Regions from separate parts of the Mus musculus genome. Here region 1 is linked to region 2. Evidence: chromatin contacts called from public ChIA-PET data. All regions are on one chromosome and are shown on one strand. The core of a region is the stretch at or near the end of the contact, and the rest is flanking DNA. Distances in the headings are between cores, read along the strand shown.

Region 1 (3,986 bases), core at 1,411-3,910, 180 kb after region 2:
TCCTTATGTAAATACTACCATTGTTACAAATCGATTGTTACAAGATCCTCTGACTTCATTCTTCTCAATCTTCCATCATTTTGGAAGGCCATCAGATTTGTAGCTACAGTTCTTTATGCCCATTACCAATCCATACATAGCTGCAGGTCCTCCTTGTCTCTTGCTGGAATCCTAGCTGTAGACTTTTTAAGTCTGTTTAGCTATATGCAGTCTTCGCTGTTCAGAAGCCGGTCTTTGCCAGGGACCGTCTTTCATTTAACTAGCCAGGTTGTCTGATAGGCACCTGTGGAGTATAGATGGAAAGGAAGCAGAGCGTGCGGAGCAACCTTGCAGCATTAGAGAACAGGGGAGAGGAGACAAAATTAGACAAGGAGAACCTCAGACAGGGTCATGTTAACAAACGTTTTGTCCGGTGTAATGGAGAAAGATGAACAACAGATAAGTCCCCACCAAGGCAGCAAGTGCCTAGCCATGTTACTTCCTGTCCCGCCATCTTCCATGATTAGGTCCTTACTAGCCAAGGACTGGCAGAGTATGTGTGACTTGCTGCCTGACTACCACAGACAGACCCCAGGGCCAGAGACTCAGGTAACTGAACCAACTGCAAGTTCTTCCTACAGGACACTCAGTGTTGTGTATCAGTGGCTGCTGCAAATAGAGGCGTGCCGAGCCTTCGTTCTAGCCAGGAGAAGAGCCGACTTGAAACAAAAAGATTCAGACGAAACCATAAATGGAACTGGTTGTGGAGGTGCACACCTTTAATTCAGCATTTAGAGGCAGTGGCAAGCTCTAATTCCCGGCTGGCCTGTTTACATAATGAGTTTCATGACAGCCAGGGCTACATAAAGAGACCATGCTTCAAAAACAAAAACACATCTCCCCCTCCCCAAGCATAAATAGGTTAGCTTGTTACAGGAAATAGTATGGCAATACAGACACTAAAGTGTATTTTCTAGTCCCAGAACTACTGCTAACACTTTTGTACTGGTTTTAAATATAGAAATAACCATGTGTTCATTTGTGTACGTACTTAGTTCAGATAATCTTTCGTACCTATTTTGTGAGTTCTTCCCATTTGGTTCTGAGGGACTCCCTTAACACAGACAGGCTGAGGGTCAGGACTGGGAAAGGGGTCACTGCTCCACCAGGCGGTGTCTCTGTGGCATGGGAGGGTAGCAAGCAGGGTAGAGGCACACAGAGTAGACTTCTGCCCTCTTGCTAGCTATAGAATCTAGTTATTGTTATTATGATAAATGAGAAATCTTTAAATGTTGATATTTATGATTAAAACTTGTAATCTTTAATTCCTTTGCCTCTTCTTCCTGGAACTTCTTTTGAGTTGATAGTTGAATGCTTGGATTTGCATTTTAAAATGTTATTTTGTTGAAGCTGTGTGGTGAATGTGTGGTGTGTGCACAAATGATGTAGCTATGGATGCTTATGCAGATGTCAGAGGAGGACGTAGGCATCCTGCTCCATTACATTTGCTGTATCTCTTCAGGCTTCTTACTAACCTGATATCCACCATTGGCTGGATTGGCTGGCCAGCAAGTCCCAGTGACTCTCCTGTCTTGGTCCCCACAGAAGGAGTTGCAGGCCCAGGCCACTGTACTCAGCTTTCTCTGTGGAGCTATTTGAATGGTGACCTGTTACTCAGTTCTGTGTTCTGAGCTTGGAGCAGTGTGGCAGTTCTACTTAAACAGCCCTTTCACTGAGTTTGTTTTTTTGGGCAGTTGTATTTTTGTTTTCCTGTGTTTCTCCTGATAGTGTTCCCTCATCACTGTCTTGTGTTTGCTCTTCTCCCCACTTTAGTGGTATTATTTTTAGATTTTTTTTTTCCTGAGCTTTCTTCAAGTTATCTGTGTCTCTGGAGTTGCGTATTCTACTTTTCTTCTGTTTTGTTCTTTGTGGTTTTTCTGGTTGTCTGATCCTGTTTTCAACACAAGTGCAAGTGTGACCTGAGTTCTTCCGAGCAGCTCTGAGGGGCTCTTGCTCCAGTGTGGCCTCCCCTAACACAGACAGAGCTAGCACTGGGAAAGTTGTCACTGTGGGGTGAAAGGGCAATGAGCAGGGGAGGCAGGAGAAGGCCTGACTTGTACCTTGGGAGTACCTCCTTCCTCCTTCCTCCTCCCTCCTCCCTCCTCCCTCCTCCCTCCACAGTGCATACAGCAGTGTTTGCTTCCCTGTCCCCTTGAGCACTGTTAGCCTTTCATCTTGTCCTGTCCATGAAGGAGCCTTGCCTGTCCTCCAAGCCTTGCCATCTTCCAAGCTCAGGCCCTCACAGAACTCATTCAGTCACCATGATGCCCTTGTTTCTATGGGACACTATAGGGTTATATTTTGCCACAGCAATCAAAACACACCTCAGCAACCAGGACCACAAGTTAGATTGCTTGTAGAATGTCTTATAAGGGAGTGTTTGATACCAATGTGTATTTTGAGATGAGGGACTTGGGTATTCTATGTAGCATTGGGTATGATGGCTGAGAGCCCCCCCCCCCCCGCGCGCGCGCGCGCGTGTGTGTGTGTGTGTGTGTGTGTGTGTGTGTGTGTGTGTGTGTGTGTGTGGCTTTGTGCTATTATTCTGCAGATACCCAGTAATGAGTGAGGTTCCTTTTCTTCTCTCTCCAGGAAATGAGACCTCAAGTAGCTGTGTGGTTATAGTGGTTTTGTGAGAATGAACCAACCACCAATTGATCTCTGTACAAACAGGAACCCCTCACTGTGTCTGATTTTCACTATTGTGAACTCACATACGCGTGTGGATGGATTTGCTAAGGCTGAATTCTAGCATTGCCTTAGCTACTTTCAACTTTTTAACGTGTATTGGAATATAGTTTTTGAAAGATAATAATTAGACATTTGCCAATAAAAACCTCATAATTCTGTAACTCGTTTCCCCTTTATTAGATAGTTTTATATTTTTTCTGTTATAATTTGATGGAGTTTATTAAGGTTAACATAACTTAATAATAAAATTTGTTTTTTGTTGGCAGGTAAGGCGACTGTTGGGGTGTGCTTAAGCAAATGCCGTTTGCTTTTGGTTGTTTGGTTGTTTGATTGATTGATGGATTGAGTTTTGCAGTTCTAGGGATTGAACCCAAAGACTCGACATTGCTAGGCAATCACTCCTTCCTGTAAGATTTCTCTCCACTCCTTGAAAATGTTTTAAGTGGCAAACCTTGATTCAGCTTTTTTTTCCCCACCTCTCAAGCCAACCTCCCTCCCTCTCTTCCTCCCTCTCCTTTCTCTCTCTTTCCAGTCAGGGTTTCATTATCTAACCCAACTAACTAGTGATTCTCCAGCCCCATGTCCCCAGGACTATGGCGTAGCCCACCATGCCTACTGCCCCATTTTCAAGAGTTGCCTGTCGAGATGACTTGGACCCTCCGAGTGCTGAGTGCTTTATAGCTGTGGTGCTCACTCTTGCACAACAGAAATCACAGCCTCAGTGCAGTCTTTGGGACAGAACCCTGGCATGTGGCCAGCCCTGCACGCATGTCCCCATTGGTTCCCTGCCCTTTTAACTGAGGTACCCGGTCCTGGGTTTCCATGAAAGGTCAACCTTTACAATTAGAATAAGCTCTTTGGGGATGAGACAGGAATTCTATGCGGCATGCTTCTCCAGAAGTTTCTTTAAACAGATGGCTTTTAAAAAACCTCCTATCCTGCCAACTTAATTTTTATTTTAAAAGCAGCTGTTTCCCACCTCATTTCTGTTGCTGTTGTTTACAGTCGTCAGTTCTTCTTGCGTTGTCTTCTCCAACACTGATACCATTGAAAGAATGCAATACACAGGGACAGATAGAACAGGAGTGAACGGCTTCAGGAAACCCGTGCTTTGCTCAGGCTCCTTCCGAGATTCGCTCAGATTCTCTGGCGAATGGAAATATTAGAAGTTAGAGTTGATAGGGTAAGCTGTCCTAACAGTGGCCTGGCTAGGAACCCACCAGGCGCTCTGCTTCGTGAGATAGCAAGTGTGGAGT
Region 2 (3,706 bases), core at 259-2,758:
ACCAGTGTCTTAGCCATATACAGACTTTGGTGTGTGAGGGGAGTCACTATTTCCTGAACAATTCTGTATGACACTGTTATGTATTGTAGGTAATATGAAGAGGATAATAATAATTTAACGTATTCTGGAGGATATGTGCAGGTTATATGCAAATTCCATGCCATGTTTACTACAGGACTAAGAGTTTGTGTGTTTGTGACAGGGGAATAAGGGTGGTGGGTAGGTAGGTCCTGGCCACAGGCCCTCTGGTGTACTGAATGGCAACTCAATATAATTTTTTAGATTGAAACGGGAACTTGTGTTTTAATATTATTATTTTCTTCAAGTTTCATGAGAATCTCTGGGAAGTCTCTGAGCAGCAAGGTGAGATGATCTGACTTATGTAAGCTCCACACGCTACATCAAACATGCAGATTAGATATTAGTGGCAGAGTGCAGAGTAGGTAGACTACATGGAGACTAAGAGGGGGCACCATTGTGACAATCGGGTGGGGAATGGCTTGAAGCAGAGAGGAAGAGTTACCACGGGTGGACACGTTCTGAAGGAAGGGCCAACAGTATGGATTCATGGTTTGGATGTGTGCTGTGAGAAAACAGAGAAGTTAAGAATGGCATTAAGAAGTTTCCTCTGGGTTTCTGGAACTCTGGGAGGGCAGCATTCACTGAAGTGGAGGAGATCATAGCACACTGGTTTTGGGGTGGAGGATACCTTGAGCATTCTAGTTTTAGATGTGAGATGTTTGCATATTGGGGTGCTGAGTAAGGATATGGATGGACAGTCTGGAGTTTGTGGGATGTGATGACTGGCCTGGATGTGTAAAATGGGTAGCGGTCAGTTTGCCATAGTCACCAGACTGCTAAGGTCTTGAAAGTCATCACCAGCGTGGTAAGGTCACCATGAGGTGAGAGAGGATGGCATGAGGGGAAGACAGATGTCCATGGAGGTGTGAGACTAAAAGGCTGAATGGTAGGACTGACTCTTCATCAGAGGTAAGGAGCAGAAAGAGTTTCCAAAGGTGAGTCTGCTTGGCTTCGTCCCTGCTGCCAAGAGGTCCAGCCAGGTGAGGACACACAGAGTTTAGGATGAGATTTCATTGCTGTTTTTGAGGATACCAGTTCCCACGGAGTAGCCAGTGAGAGGCTGCTCCCAGTGGCTGCAGGAGAATGGAAGGGAAGGGAGGGAAGACAGCAGGGCCTCAACACGCTCTCCCCAAAGACTCTAGATTTGAAATGAAGCAAGGGCAGATGTGGAATGTAGAAAATGCCTTACTTTTACCATGGTACATGTCTTAGCTAGGGTTTCCATTGTTGTGAAGAGACACCATGACCAAGGCGACTCTTAGAAAGGACAACATTTAATTGGGGTTAGCTTACAGGTTCAGAGGTCCAGTCCTTCATCATCAAGGCAGGAAACATGGCAGCATCTGGGCAGGCACGGTGCAAGAGGGGGAGCTGAGAGTTCTGCATCTTGTTCTGAAGGCAAACAGGAAGACTGCTGTCTTCCAGGTAGCTAGGAGGGGGGCTCTCTCACTCTCACAGTCACATACTTCCTCTAACAAGGCCACACCTCTTAATAGTGTCACTCCCTGGGCCAAACATATTTGAACCATCACAGTGCATATTACAGAATGCCTATAAGTCCATGGAAGAAAAAGCTTCAGGAGCCGGGGAATGGCTCAGTGGGTGAGGTGCTCTCTGTAGTTCCGATCCCAAGAACCTATACGGTAGTGTTTATCTGCAATCCAGGTGCTCCTATGGGAGGCAGAGATGGGAGGATCCTGGAAGCTCCAGGGCAGGGCAGCCTGGAGGGTGTAGCTCAGCCATAAATGACAAAGAGAGAGACCTTGCTTTAAACCCGGTCAAAAGAAGGTGGGGACTGATCCCAAGTGTGTCCTCTGAACTCTATACACAGCGAATGAAAGCATCCCGTTCATACGCATGTGCAAAAGAGAGATGGTTCACTAGAGAGGGAAACTTCTCTGCTCTACGCCAGTAACGTACAGTTACAGAGTCGATGTCCCTCAGTTGGAGAGGATCAGGGTAGGACACAGAGCAGGAAGTTAATCTCAGCTAAGATCTGAGAGGTTGCTGTCAGTGGCAGAAAGCAAAGCAGAGAGCCTGTGTCCCGGCAGGGTAAATCAGATAGAGTGTGCAGGCACACGCAGACAGGCGGAGTGTCCAGGAAGGGGGTGTGTTCAGCTTCTTTTTTTCCTGTCCTCTTTGTTTCACAGATGAAAGGAGCAGGGGCGCTTTCAGTAACGCGCAGTGGTTTGGTGAAGGGGACCTCGTGACATTTGTCTTTATAGAGTGGAGAGGGAAGCATGGTGGCTCCTCTGTAATTTAACACAGGAAGCTAATTGATTATAAAGCAATTGCTGTTTCAGATGTATAACGAGTACTGTTCTGTAGCTGGGAGAATAAGGAATCCCACGTTAGGGCAGAGTTAAACTACATGGAGCTGAAGTAACAAACTCGTCACTTTTAACCAACACTGGATTTTGGAATCCGGCGTCCTTCATCAGGGCCTCATAAAAAGTGCTGAAAAAAGTTAATAGATTTGGCTAACACTTGGGTGGACCGTTTCAAAGAGCTCTTTGGGATTCGTAAAACAGGTGGCCTTCAGAATAGTGCAGTGTTGGTCAGCCATTGTTTAAGGGCCAAACTGTTACATTACTGAGTAAGAACTGATTTATAATATCCAGGGGTGTTAGGAAGGTCTGATCCGTAAATAGATGCATGGGCTGATGGTGACATGAGATGACTTGGTGGGTAAAGGGACCTGAGGATTGGAGTTCAGTTCCCAGAATCTACAGGATTGGAGGTGAGAACAGGTTGTGTGCTATATGCCTCTGACCTCCACATGTGCAACGTGGCATATAAATGTCCACACCCACATATGTGCAAATAAAGACATTTTTAAAAACATGGTTCAGTTCCTGATAAACTGTGAACACAATGCCATTCTATCTTCCTTCCTTTCTTTCTTCCTTCCTTCCTTCCTTCCTTTCTCTTTCTTTCTTTCTTTCTTTCTTTCTTTCTTTCTTTCTTTCTTTCTTTCTTCCTCTCTTTCTTTCTTTCTTTCTTTCTTTCTTTCTTTCTTTCTTTCTTTCTTTCTTTCTTTCTTTCTTTCTTTCCTTTCTTCCCAGTCGCCTTGGTGTAAGTACACATTAATTCGGTTTCTCTTTTACTTGAATTGACATGTTTATTTATACAACAAGGAATGTGCTCTAAGTTAGTATACAAACCAACTGCCAATAGCACATGCCTTTTAAAATTATTATTACAGGACAAGTATTTTTGTTGTCTGTGTTGTTGAGACAAAAGAAGCTTGGATATAAAATTATCAACCTGTAGCAAAATATAGTGAGAATGGCCTCCTACAAATGAAACGCTCATTTGCCTTTTTACTGTTCAGTGTAAAAGGAGAATATCTGTCATTTACTGGAAACTTTTATAGGTCTGAGTGCTACAGAATTGTAAAGCTGCAATAACTTAACATGTGGGCTACCCCTTGGTTTTTACAGTCTTAGTGTAAGAGACAGTAAATTTCTCAAGGAGCCTCAATTATTAGTGGCACAGAACCCAAGCCCCACTCTCTTGGCTCTAGCTACTATTTTTAATCACTGTGCCACTTAGGTTCCTAAAACAAAAATTTTCAGGCATTTAAGATGGCTCAGCAGGTAGAGGCACTTGTTTCGCAAGCCTT

Evidence for each region. ChIA-PET counts read pairs in DNA pulled down with a chosen protein or histone mark.
Region 1: an RNA polymerase II ChIA-PET map of memory CD8 T cells shows a contact between it and region 2, with 857 read pairs. The contact joins two enhancer-like sites. A contact is called at or near these places in 11 of 39 promoter capture datasets (the 3T3-L1 cell line, 3T3-L1-derived adipocytes, the C10 cell line and 5 more), 1 of 15 datasets of contacts at CTCF or cohesin (pro-B cells), 12 of 484 Hi-C or Micro-C datasets (CD4 T cells, CD8 T cells, the G1E-ER4 cell line and 7 more), 22 of 115 datasets of contacts at active chromatin or transcription factors (CD8 T cells, the NIH/3T3 cell line, the SCID.adh cell line and 16 more) and 3 of 9 other capture datasets (adipose tissue, liver and pancreatic islet).

Annotation. Positions count from the first base shown.
Region 1 is chr12:82,347,626-82,351,611 of GRCm38.p6, forward strand. All of the region lies in intron 2 of Sipa1l1 (signal-induced proliferation-associated 1 like 1), which reads left to right. Among named protein-coding and RNA genes, the nearest start is that of Sipa1l1, 38 kb to the left of the region's middle. Within about 2 kb of position 2,661, at least 51 of the 459 cell types and tissues checked have an H3K27ac peak or open chromatin away from gene starts, as enhancers often do. A contact at or near this core is called in memory CD8 T cells and regulatory T cells, where this site is marked.
Region 2 is chr12:82,164,278-82,167,983 of GRCm38.p6, forward strand. No RefSeq gene overlaps it. Among named protein-coding and RNA genes, the nearest start is that of Gm30799, 96 kb to the left of the region's middle. Within about 2 kb of position 1,509, at least 10 of the 459 cell types and tissues checked have an H3K27ac peak or open chromatin away from gene starts, as enhancers often do. A contact at or near this core is called in memory CD8 T cells and regulatory T cells, where this site is marked.